4 separate regions of the Sus scrofa genome follow, and all the other regions are linked to region 2. Evidence: chromatin contacts called from public HiChIP or PLAC-seq data. All regions are on one chromosome and are shown on one strand. The core of a region is the stretch at or near the end of the contact, and the rest is flanking DNA. Distances in the headings are between cores, read along the strand shown. Region 1 overlaps ARHGAP26 (rho GTPase-activating protein 26). Region 2 overlaps ARHGAP26 (rho GTPase-activating protein 26). Region 3 overlaps ARHGAP26 (rho GTPase-activating protein 26). Region 4 overlaps ARHGAP26 (rho GTPase-activating protein 26).

Region 1 (2,700 bases), core at 161-2,660, 150 kb before region 2:
TATTTGTATTTCTGCCAAGCCCTTGCTGTTGTAGAGAGAGAGTACACAGGTTACCATAAAGAGTCCCACAGGTCTTCATTATGGAGGAACGAGGGTGTTTTGCATGTTGGTGAGAAGCAATTCGGCAGCGTCGAGGGTTGCTCCATTATGGTCACATTTTTTTTTCTTGCCACACCTAATCAGAACTGCATGTTCAGAAACAATTAAGCATAGCCAAGAACATGCAACTTGTAGGGAGACTCTGCCCCCAAAATGTCAAAGAATCCTGATGAAGTGTGTTTAAAATAATGGGAACTGGGATCCAAAAAGTTGCTCCAGATGCTCTCACATGACAGCGTGGTGCTTCTCCTACCCGGCCCCGCCAGGCGTTTGTTAAACAGAAAAGCTGGTTTATGTCTTAGCTGCACACTTGAAGGGCCTGCACCAAAGTAGTGGAAGTTCCAGGGACCCGTTCCAGCCAAGCATACATGGGGATACCCGGGATGGCTTTATGGCCCCTGGGTCTTAAGGTGGCCTCCAACCCTGCTGGGAGCAGCTAGAGAAGGGACAGCAACCAGCTGAAAGCAGTTGGGTTGTTCAGGACATGCAGTTGCTATGAGAACTTAATTGGGCTGAGAGAGACCCAGAGTCGGTGGTGACCCAGCAGAGCCAGAACTGACTCTTCCCATTTTTAAAATGCCTTGATGGAACATCCCATTGTGGCTCAGCGGATTGAGAACCCAGCTAGTGTCCCTGAGAATGCGGGTTCGATCCCTGCCCTTTCTCAGTGGGCTAAGGATCCCGTGTTGCCACAAGCTGTGGCGTAGGCGGCAGATGGGGTTCGGTTCCGGCGTTGCTCTGGCTTAGGCCTCAGCTGCAGCTCTGACTCAGCCCCTGCCCAGGAACTTCTCAGGTGCAGCCTGGAAAGAAAGGGACAAAGTAAAATAAAATAAAATGCCCTGAGGACTGTTAGGAATCTTTAAAGAAATAGAAATAGACAATCCGGAACCCTAAGGGTGGATGCTGGACCCTGGAGCCTTCTCGTCTCCTGGTGGATGGTTCACTCTTTCCCTCTGGTTCTCCCCTCTTGTCTCCCAACAGTCTTGTCCTCGTCCCTCGCCCAAGGAGAAGGACAACTGGAATATGCAAGTTCACGGTGTGACCTTGACTCTCTGCCTTCTAGCACATTTAAACCAATTTTGTTGCTGGAGTAACTTATTTTCAGCTTTGCTGGAGCATTGTGTCTTTACCTTTGATACTGACCACTGGTTTTCTTTGGTGCTCTGAGGTTGCGTGGCATTCCTTCGGTCATGTCGTCATGAAGAAGGCCACGTGCAGACAGGCTCTCGTGGCTGTCACGTGAGTCGGTCAGCGCTCAGGTCAGAACCCACAGTCTCCTGTTCTCAGCCTGCTGTGTTCTTGGTCCCTGGAGCCTCTAGATTTAAAATGTCTTGGAGGCGACGAGTATAAATGAGTGCTGCTGCATCCAGGGAGGAGTGTTTATTTGGGTTTTGAAAGACTTTCTTGGCATCCAGAGGCGTTCTAAGATTCCTGTCTCTAATTCTCTCTTCTCATGTACAGCACTGTCCTATTTTAACATCAAGCAGGGAGGGAAAGGTGGCTTGGGACAAGGGGTTTGTCTGTTTCATTGCTGTTTTCCCGGGATCAGACTTAGCCGACGAGACGCCTGAGCCATTGTTCCCCTGGTCCACTTACTTAACGGTCAGCTTCCTTCCTCAGTTTTGGTTTCAGGGCTGGTTCTGCTGGAAAACCTGGTGCTTTACTTCTCTCATTTCCCACCGTGTGTGCCCAGTGTGTCTCAAGCCTCTTGTTCAAAAGGAAGGTATTTTGTGTATTTTTTTAAAGCACTATTTTGAAACACTTTCCAGAATTAATTTCCTTTAGCTGTGGAGGGGGAGACATTTTATATTTCATCCCCAAGTAGAAATGCATGCAGAGGGGGGAAAAAAAGGCTTAGGGGGAAAGACTTAGAAACTCCAAACCTCCCCACAAATGATTACCAGGGCGCATTCAAATCGCAGCGCTCTTGGGTTTGTTTCAGACCTCAGAGAGAACAGAAAAATTATAGGCAACTCTGCACAGATTTTTGTGGTTCCAGCTTAAATCTACTATGATAATTAGATGTTTTCTGTTTCGATCCTGGAATCTAGTACACAGTCTGGAGTCACATGTGCCTCCAAGCATGGTCCCATCCACAGGGGTGCTTGTTGACAGTGACAGTGCTGTGCCCACTCTTAGTCTACACACGTGGCCTCGGCCTGGGCATTTGCAGTTCTAATTTGCTTCCCAGATAAATAGGCTACAGTCTTTTTTTTTTTTTTTTTAATGTCTTTAGGAAGTTCCTAGGCTAGGGGTCGAATCAGAGCGACAGCTGCCGGCCTATGGAAGTTCCTAGGCTAGGGGTCGAATCAGAGCGACAGCTGCCGGCCTACAGCACAGCCACAGCAATGTTGGCTCCAAGTCACATCTGCAACCTACACCACAGCTCACGGCAACACCGGATCCCTAACCCACTGAGCGAGGCTGGGGATTGAACCCGCATCTTTATGGATAATAGTTGGGTTTGTTGCCGCCGCACACAAGCAGAACTCTAACAAGCAGTCTTTTGAGCAGCACTGGCCTAGAGAATAGGCCATATTTAGGGATTTTCTAGGAGGAGGAAATGGTATATTAAGGGGAATGGGTTGGGATTTTGGAGGA
Region 2 (2,700 bases), core at 89-2,588:
CCTTCTTCCATTGTTTTAAGCAGCTTTATTTATTTCATACCATACAGCTTACCCATTTCAAATATACAGTTTACTAGGTCTTAGTGCACCCATCAGCACCAGTTCCGCAATAGCTTCACCACCCCTGTTCCCTGCAGCAGTTTCACGGAAATGGAATTATACACACCGTGGTTTTGTGACTGACTTCTTTCACTTTGTATAGTATTTGCAACATCACCCATGTTGGAGGCATCAGCACCTCACTCCTTTTTTCTTGATGCGTAATATTCCATTGTATGGATGTACCACATTTGGTTATGCCATTGAGGGACCTTTCCATTATTTCCACTTGTGGCTGTTATTAGTAATGTCTCTGTAAACATCCACATACAAGTTTTTTTTTTGGGGGGGTGGCTGTTTTCCACTCCCTTGGTAGCACACCTCGGGATGGGCTTGCTAGGTCACGTGGTAACTCTGTTTCACTGTTTGAGGAACCGCGGGACTGATTTCCACAGCGGTTGTACCTTTGACATGCCCACCTTCTTCTGTTTTTACATCTCCTTTTTGAACTGGTTTAACTAACCAAAAAAAAAAAAAGACAGAAGATACTTGATTTTTCACTGCCAAGTCCTTTCCTTCCCAGCAGGTTCTGTGACTCCCCTGCCTCCCAGTTCAGTAACTGCCACAAAGCCTATAAGAACAGCGAGAGCTCAAGCGAGTCTCAGGCCTCCCCCTGCCTTCCTGTGGTCTCTAGGGGTCAGGGCAGGGTTCGTTGACACTAGTTTTCTTTTTCACTAGCAATGCCAGTGACCTTTCCAATTCCCTGAAGAGCCAAAGGCCAAATCCAGCCCCAAGAACAACACCGCTCAGTGTGGACTGAGCTGCTGTCGAAGAAGGGGTCTGACAGAGTGTCAGCCGGGGTTCAGACTGGTTGGTTGGTAATGTTTTAGGATGTCCGATATTTGGAAAATGCTACTAATAGCCTCCTTTCCCCCGGCCTTCACCTCTTCCGTAGAAAGGGGGCATTAGAGGAGAAAATAACTATTTCCTTGTTCAGGAGATCTTTTTTTGTTGTTGTTCTCTCTCTTGGTAACTTATTGCTGGAGATACCAAGTAAGAGCAGTTTGAGTTGGATGCTCTGTTGCTGTCAGGTTACATCATCAGACCAATCAGAAGAGAGTTTCCTAGTAACAGAAGAGTGAGCTAGTGAGAGAGAGAGGGTGTGTGTGTGTGTGTGTGTGTGTGTGTGTGTTAGAGAGAGAGAGATCTTTATCAGGATCAAGAAGAAGAGGAGGAGGAAGAGGGAGGGGCACCTGGAGGGGAAAGTCTGTGGTTCATGATGATTCATCTCCAAGCCTCTGGATTCCGGGGACCGCTGCGCATCTGGAGAGGCTGCTCCGTCGGCGTTTGGACTCTGTGCCATGGGGAATGGCTGTGCAATACTCAGAAATAACTCCGCTGTCAGCCCTTGACCGTCTACTAGGAAACTATCCATTTCTCCAAGAGCACCTCAGACAGTAACTGGAAAGAGCAAGAACTCGTGTTCTCAGGAGCATTAGTCATCGAGAAGCAGTGTGATTAGTGGTACCTGGAAAATTCACATGCATTCACTGCAGTCGGCTTCTGGGGATACTTTTAATCAGGATCTGACATGGGCGGGATCCTTCATTCCCAGGGTACAGGCTGGGCTGCCCCCGGTGTCCTTTGCTAATAAAGGACCTCTCAGGCCGTGGGGCGATGGGGGAGTTCCTCGGTGGAGCCTTTCAACCTCCCCCCAGGGCGTGGCCGCCAGCTGCCGGACTGGTCTCGTCACTTGCATTCCTGCCTCCCGTAACCCACGCTCTGCACAGCAGCCAGGCTGATCTTCGAAAAATGGAAGTCGCGTGTTATTCTCCTGCTTCTGGTGCTCGAGTAGCCTCCTGTTGCTCTTAGCATCATGGGCGCGGAGCTCTTGGTCCTGCGCCTGCCCTCTGGCCCCTCTCACCCTAGCTCGAGTCACGGCAGCCTCCGGGAGCTTCTTTATGTTCTCAGAGTCAGCAAACCCTGACCTGCCAGTGGAATCCAGCCCGCAGCCTGTTTTTGTAAACAAAGCCTCCCTGGAACCCAGCCACCCGTGTCTCTCTGCTCACATGTTCTCTGTGGCACAACAGTAGCAGAGTTGAGCAGTGACACAGCGATGATGAGGCTTTTTCAGAAAAACTTGCAGACCGCTCTTCGGAAACCACAAGCTTCTCCCCATCTCGGGCCTTTACCCTCGTGTAATCCCCTGCCTGGCCGGCTCCTTTGGATTATTTAGGTTTCAGGTTTCCGAGCTCCCCGCCCCCCCTCCGCCCCGCCCCCTGCCAGTCTCTTGCGCCCCGCTCAGGCTTACTCTCTGTCTAGATGGTTCCTCCCCAAGAGCAGACTCTCATCCGCTTGTTCTGTCCTGTGGGCAGGGACCTGGCACCGTGTGTTTGTTCAGTGAGCCCACATCTTCAGCTACACAGGGGTCTGTGTCTCTTGCAGCCAGGGCTGCTTCCGCTTGGAGCAGCGGGCCATCAGAGGTCTTAGTCCCACACTTGCTCCTGGTCCACAGCGCATGAAGGTGCCAGAGGAGCATGAGCCACATGTGTGCAGGGGCGTATGGTGTGGATGTGGATTGAGCTGAGAGAGCGTAGCTGGCGGGGCAGGCCTGTGTCAGCACCTGCTTATATTTATCACATGCCTGCTGGGCTGGCATAG
Region 3 (2,700 bases), core at 46-2,545, 190 kb before region 2:
TTTTCACGTAGGATTGCACCGAACTGTACAGACTCACCTGTGGAACATGGACACCTGTGGACTCCTCACTCACCTCCTCCAAGGGCTTGGAATGCCCTTCCGTCTCATCACACCTTTATTAGAGTTTTGGTTTTCTGCCGAGAGGCTCTTCTGTGTTCTTGGTTGCGTTAATCCCTAAGTACGCAATTCAAAAACCAGTCTGCTGTTTTTGCCAGTCCTGCAATGGCCTCTTGACCGTGGATTCTGCCCTCAGGAACCTTCCCTAGATTTGTTCCTGGATTGTCAGCAACATACAGTGATGCTGAGTTTTCTCTGGTTGGTCAGATTCTTACCCAGCAGTGGAGCGAAGGCCGAGATGGGAGTTTGGGTAGCGGAGAGGAAGGAAGTCTGCTTTGTTGCTCCCGAAGCTTTTCTACTGAGCAGGCGATCTCTCCTGTGTCAGTCACGGAGACGGCAAAACGATGGTCATTGGTTTTCCCTCTCTTGTTAAAAAGAACAAGGAGTTCTGTTGTGGCGCAATGGTTAACGAATCCGACTCGGAACCATGAGGTTGCGGGTTCGATCCCTGGCCTCGCTCAGTGGGTTAAGGATCTGGCGTTGCTGTGAGCTGTGGTGTAGGGTGCAGATGCAGCTCGGATCCTGCGTTGCTGTGGCTCTGGCGTAGGCTGGTGGCTACAGCTCTGATTCGACCCCTAGCCTGGGAACCTCCATATGCCACGGGAGCAGCTCAAGAAAAGGCAAAAAAGACAAAAAATTAAATTAAATTAAAATTAAGAAATAATAAAAAGAATGAGACTCTGCCTGGGCAGGAACCCCTCCTCTTCCCATCTTACCCTTTGCCACCTTAATGCAGATCTCGAGTCTGTGCGTCCTGTTCCCGGCTTTATGTTTGGCTGCAGGTGTGAGATTTGCTCCCCAAAGGCGTTATGCGAATGGGCGCATTCTCATTTTGAAATGAGTCAGAAGCAGGAGGGGGAGCCAGGAGGGGCCTGTCCTCAGCCCAGGCCGCTCTTGTGCTGTAGTCCCACCTGAGGGCAGCTGGAAACTCGGGACCTTGTTAGAGAGGATACACAGTCCAGCGCTAGAGAGCAGGGGAAAGGCAGGCTTTCTTTGTGACTTTCGCTTTACCAGGTTTGAAGTTTTAAATGATAAACGTCTCTGCCTACTTAGCTCTAAAAAGATTAGCTTGTTTACAGAAAGGCTGCTCTCCCGCTGCTCTGCCAGCTGTGTGGAGGTGGCAGACTGGGCAGAGAGAGGCGATCTAATCTTGGCTTCTCGTGCTTTCCGTAATGGGAGTGTTCGCTCCAGTCATTGGTCAGTCGGGTCATTTCTGAGGACCAAGCTCGAGGTGCCCTAAAGTGGCCTTCTTGGGACTTCCCGCCCCAGCTGGCTCTTCAAAGGGACATCACCCTTTTTTCTGCTTCCCATTCTTGTTGGACGTGTTGCTGTGTGTTCTGACCTCAGCCTTTCACTAGACTTAATTGCCGGAGGCCAGGCTTCATTCAGTTAATACCTCTTGGAATTCTTAAGGACCCGTGGCCCTGGGTGACACGAGCACTGAGGGCCGAGGACACCCACCAGCGCAACATGTGCCTCTGCTTTCTGGAGTAAATTGAGACCCCTGGGAGGTGATAGACAGATGGCCCATCCCGTGCGTGTGGGTGTGTAATCTCTACACTGTCTGTGGATGCACTAGGCTGCAGACAGGTGCCCACAGCCGAGCTGGATGGGTTTCCAGCTGGACTTCCTCAGGTGCCCGCCTCTTTGCTTCCCAGTCAACGTCCCTTCGTCCCTCCCAGTTTGTCTTTAACCCAAGAATCCTTTGCATCCATAGAATGCTCAAGAACCCACCACAGGTGCCCGCTCGTCATTCACACCGGAGGCAGGAAGAAGAGCAGTGACCGGAGAAAGACTTGCAAAGTTGGAACTAGGATCTGGTTATCTGCAGGGTGTAGACGTGAAATGAACCTCATTCCTAAGAGGTTGAACAGCTTGTGTTTTTGCTTATTATAAAAATAATTTGGGAGTTGCCGTCGTGGCACAGTGGAAGCGAATCCGACTAGTGTCCTTGCGGATGTGGGTTTGATCCCTGGCCACACTCAGTGGGTTAAGGATCTGGCATTGCCGTGAGCTGTGGTGTCTGTCACAGACCTGGCTCGGGCCTGGCGTTGCTGTGGCTGTGGTGTAGGCTGGAAGCTACAGCTCCAGTTCGACCCCTAGCCTGGGAACCTCCATCTGCCACCAGTGTGGCCCTTAAAAAAAAAAAAAAAAAATGAACTCACTGTGGAATATTAAGAGAATACAGCAGTGGATTTCAAAAATCCAATAAAACTAAACTGTAATATCATCCCGGAGATATTTCTTCCTTTGCCTTTTTCTCGTGATGTCTCATGTGTATTTTGTCAGTTTGACTTAACTGGCCTTATACTGAATATCCTTGTTGGCATTCTGCTTGTAAAAATTTACATGAAGAGTCCCCTTGTAGCTCAGCAGATGAAGGATCTGGCGTTGTCACTGCTATGGCTCTGGTCACGTCTGTGGCCCAGGTTGGATTGCTGGCTTGGGAACTTCTGCATGCTGCGCGTGTGGCCCACATAAATAAATAATTAATGAAAAGGTACACAGATTTTTCTAGAAGGCGAAAATGGTTTCTAAATGCCATGTGTAATGATGGTTGGGCGTTGTCCTAAGAGTCTATCC
Region 4 (2,700 bases), core at 47-2,546, 130 kb before region 2:
GTTCCCGGTGGTGTTACCGGGAGATGATATTTCTCCAAAATGGGGCAAACGTGTGGATGGTGACGATTTTCATGTTTCCTTTTTTATTTTTCAAATAATAACAGTTAAAGGAAAAAATTAAAATGCATTAAAGTAAACTTTTCATCTTAACCTAAACTCGCACCTACGGAAGTTCTAAGGAGGTGCCCCCTCTTAGGCTGGTTGCAGGTCCCTCCCTCTGGAAATGACGTGCCCAAGGTGTCTCTCTCGCCCCACCCTCGTGCTGGCCCTGGCAGGGTTTAAATCCCCTTCTGGGCATCTTATCAGCCTCCAGACCTGGGTCCTTCCTCTCGTTTCCTTCCGCCCTGGGCGGCGGTTGACAGGGCTAGAGAATGGAGATTGGTTCAGTCTGTCTTTAGTTTGTCATCTGAGACTACATCTGGAATTTGACAGCAGTCGAGAGGAAAAGGGGGTTTCAGATACAGAATTTTGGCTTCGGGAGAACGTTCCAGAAATGTGTCTGTTGCAGCTTTGCACGGGTAAATGAAAATCGTGCCCCTTTGCATCAGTAATTGCAAGCTGGCTTTGGGTACCGCTGTGGCGAAGCAGGAGCAGGTGGGCCTGATTCGCTCAGAACTGGAAAAGCCTCATTGGAGACTTGTGCAGCCTCGAAGTTCTTGGGCTCTGTACATACTTTGCCTGTGGCTGGCTGGTCAAACAGGTGGTTGTGGTGGAGCCTTTTAAGCGAATCAGTGGTAACAGAATACACAAAATTTACATGGCATTTTTATTTCAAGGGACCAAAGCCCTAGTCATGCATATTATCTGCTCACCACGCTCTGCACATTTGGGCCCCAGAGGCACTTTCCAGCTGAAATGGTCAGGACCAGCGCTAGCCATGGAAAAGGTCCTGGGATTATCAAATCCTCTTAGCACGGGTTTAACTTTTCCTTTGGTTTCTCGTAACCCGTCCTGCGGAAGACCTATCCCTCCGTCAGCTTGTGCTCTGTCGGGATTTGTAAGAGGCTTAGCCGCATCTGAGTGCCAGGTCCGCCTGGCAGGAGTAAAGGGGCCGGGGGCAGGATCTATAGAGTCAGACAACAAAAAAGTTAGGTGGGGTGGGGTGAGCCTGAGAGATTTAAAAGCCAACTTGTCCTGACTTGCTGTGACATTCCCTTTTTGAGACTGCCACTGCCGGAGCAGAGGCCTCCTCCTGCCGTCCCCACCCCCGGCCCCGCCCCGCTTCAGCCCTGCCAGCCTGTAAGCCCCTTGGCTCGCTGCCCTTCACTTAGCCTTTGCTCTTTGGTCTTTGCGCTGAGCCCGAGAGCAAGGCAGGCAGGGAGATCACCCAGGAAGCTCCGTTCGCCCTTTCAGAGTTAACTGAGCTGTACAGCTATAATTTGATTTTCACATTTAACTGAAAACACCTGCAGGGTCTGTCAGACAGAGTCCAGCCAGCCTGGGGTGGGCCCCATACCGCCGTCTCACTGTCAGGCTGATTAAATGAATGTGTTTTTCAAGGTACGTGCCTTGTTCAGGCCTTGGAGCAAGTCCTTGCGTCCTGTTAGTGGCTCCTTGGGCTGCAACTAGGGTACACCGGGCGCCTGTTTTGCTTTGGGACTTGTGTCTTAGCAAAGCAGTTTGTGGGAATTGACGCAGGGGTGCAGGTGTCTGGGGAAAATCAGCCTGTTGGACGCAGGCTCTGCAGGGCCTGAGCAGAGTCTGGAGGTGGGGGGTGAGATACAGAGTTCTTCTGATGCCCAAACCTGGGCTTGTCTTGCCTCACGCTGTCTTCTCCCCTCCTGAATGACCAAGTCAGCGGTCACCTGGCTTCAGGATGTCTGGATGGGGAAGATCTAAGGTGAAGCCCAGGAGTGTGGCCTAGCTCTGGATACTGGGGCACTTTGACCCACTCTGGTGTGAGGTCAGATGGCCATTCCAGTAAGGGCGTACCGGTCAACTGCACCTACCCTGGACTATGTCCTGTGAACACAGCAGTGGATTTTTTAAATATGATGTAAAAATACAGACTGAATCTATTCATGAAGATAATTGTAGGAAGTGTGAAGTGCTCTCAGGGAGGGGCAGGCAGTAAGAAGGATGGCAGTGGGCAAGGAACTCTTAGCTCAGGTGGCCAGAGGAGGTGACACTGAAGTCGCCACCTGAGTGGAGTGGGAGAGCAAAGCCATGTGAAGAATTAGAGGGAGAGTCTTCCACGCAAAAGAAAGGGTAAGTGCAAATGCCCTGAGGAACGGACCTGCTTGGCCTAGAAACTTCCATGGCTCATTCACAGAAAAGGTCATTGTGTCCCAAGCTGAATTTGGACAGCTAAGCAGGGGCCAGAGCCATGAGGAGAAGTTTGAATTCCATTCTAATTGGAAGGTTCTAGGGAGTGAGTGACATCTGTTTTTGTTGTTCTTTTCCCCGGTATTGCTCTGTTGATCTCTAGAGAATGAGCTAAACTGGGGTGAGAGACCCACTGGGAGGCTACTACGGTGGTCCAGATGGGACCCACAGGAGGCCGGGGCTGGGATGGAGGTGGTGGCAGTGGTGAGAAGTGGTCCACTTTGGCATCTTCCCTGAAGAAAGGAAAGCAGGATTAATGTACGGGCTAGACGCGTCACGTGCAAGGCATCAGGGATGACTCCTGGGTTTTTGGCTTCTGTGGGAAGGACAGGTGAGGTCTGGTTTGGTTACCCTGGTGGGGTGCCCGGGGCAGGG

Evidence for each region. HiChIP or PLAC-seq counts read pairs in DNA pulled down with a chosen protein or histone mark.
Region 1: an H3K27ac HiChIP or PLAC-seq map of skeletal muscle shows a contact between it and region 2. The contact joins two enhancer-like sites. A contact is called at or near these places in 2 of 47 Hi-C or Micro-C datasets (embryonic fibroblasts and skeletal muscle) and 1 of 2 datasets of contacts at active chromatin or transcription factors (skeletal muscle).
Region 3: a contact with region 2 is called in an H3K27ac HiChIP or PLAC-seq map of skeletal muscle. The contact joins two enhancer-like sites. A contact is called at or near these places in 7 of 47 Hi-C or Micro-C datasets (embryonic fibroblasts, fetal heart ventricle, fetal skeletal muscle and 3 more) and 1 of 2 datasets of contacts at active chromatin or transcription factors (skeletal muscle).
Region 4: a contact with region 2 is called in an H3K27ac HiChIP or PLAC-seq map of skeletal muscle. The contact joins two enhancer-like sites. A contact is called at or near these places in 1 of 5 promoter capture datasets (liver), 3 of 47 Hi-C or Micro-C datasets (liver and skeletal muscle) and 1 of 2 datasets of contacts at active chromatin or transcription factors (skeletal muscle).

The regions. Positions count from the first base shown.
Region 1 is chr2:144,613,946-144,616,645 of Sscrofa11.1, forward strand. All of the region lies in intron 17 of ARHGAP26 (rho GTPase-activating protein 26), which reads left to right. Among named protein-coding and RNA genes, the nearest start is that of ARHGAP26, 310 kb to the left of the region's middle. Within about 2 kb of position 1,411, at least 9 of the 83 cell types and tissues checked have an H3K27ac peak or open chromatin away from gene starts, as enhancers often do. A contact at or near this core is called in skeletal muscle, where this site is marked.
Region 2 is chr2:144,765,488-144,768,187 of Sscrofa11.1, forward strand. The region is part of intron 22 of ARHGAP26 (rho GTPase-activating protein 26); the gene reads left to right. Among named protein-coding and RNA genes, the nearest start is that of NR3C1, 160 kb to the right of the region's middle. Within about 2 kb of position 1,339, at least 32 of the 83 cell types and tissues checked have an H3K27ac peak or open chromatin away from gene starts, as enhancers often do. A contact at or near this core is called in liver and skeletal muscle, where this site is marked.
Region 3 is chr2:144,572,961-144,575,660 of Sscrofa11.1, forward strand. The region is part of intron 12 of ARHGAP26 (rho GTPase-activating protein 26); the gene reads left to right. Among named protein-coding and RNA genes, the nearest start is that of ARHGAP26, 270 kb to the left of the region's middle. Within about 2 kb of position 1,296, at least 8 of the 83 cell types and tissues checked have an H3K27ac peak or open chromatin away from gene starts, as enhancers often do. A contact at or near this core is called in skeletal muscle, where this site is marked.
Region 4 is chr2:144,636,490-144,639,189 of Sscrofa11.1, forward strand. The region is part of intron 17 of ARHGAP26 (rho GTPase-activating protein 26); the gene reads left to right. Among named protein-coding and RNA genes, the nearest start is that of NR3C1, 290 kb to the right of the region's middle. Within about 2 kb of position 1,297, at least 14 of the 83 cell types and tissues checked have an H3K27ac peak or open chromatin away from gene starts, as enhancers often do. A contact at or near this core is called in liver and skeletal muscle, where this site is marked.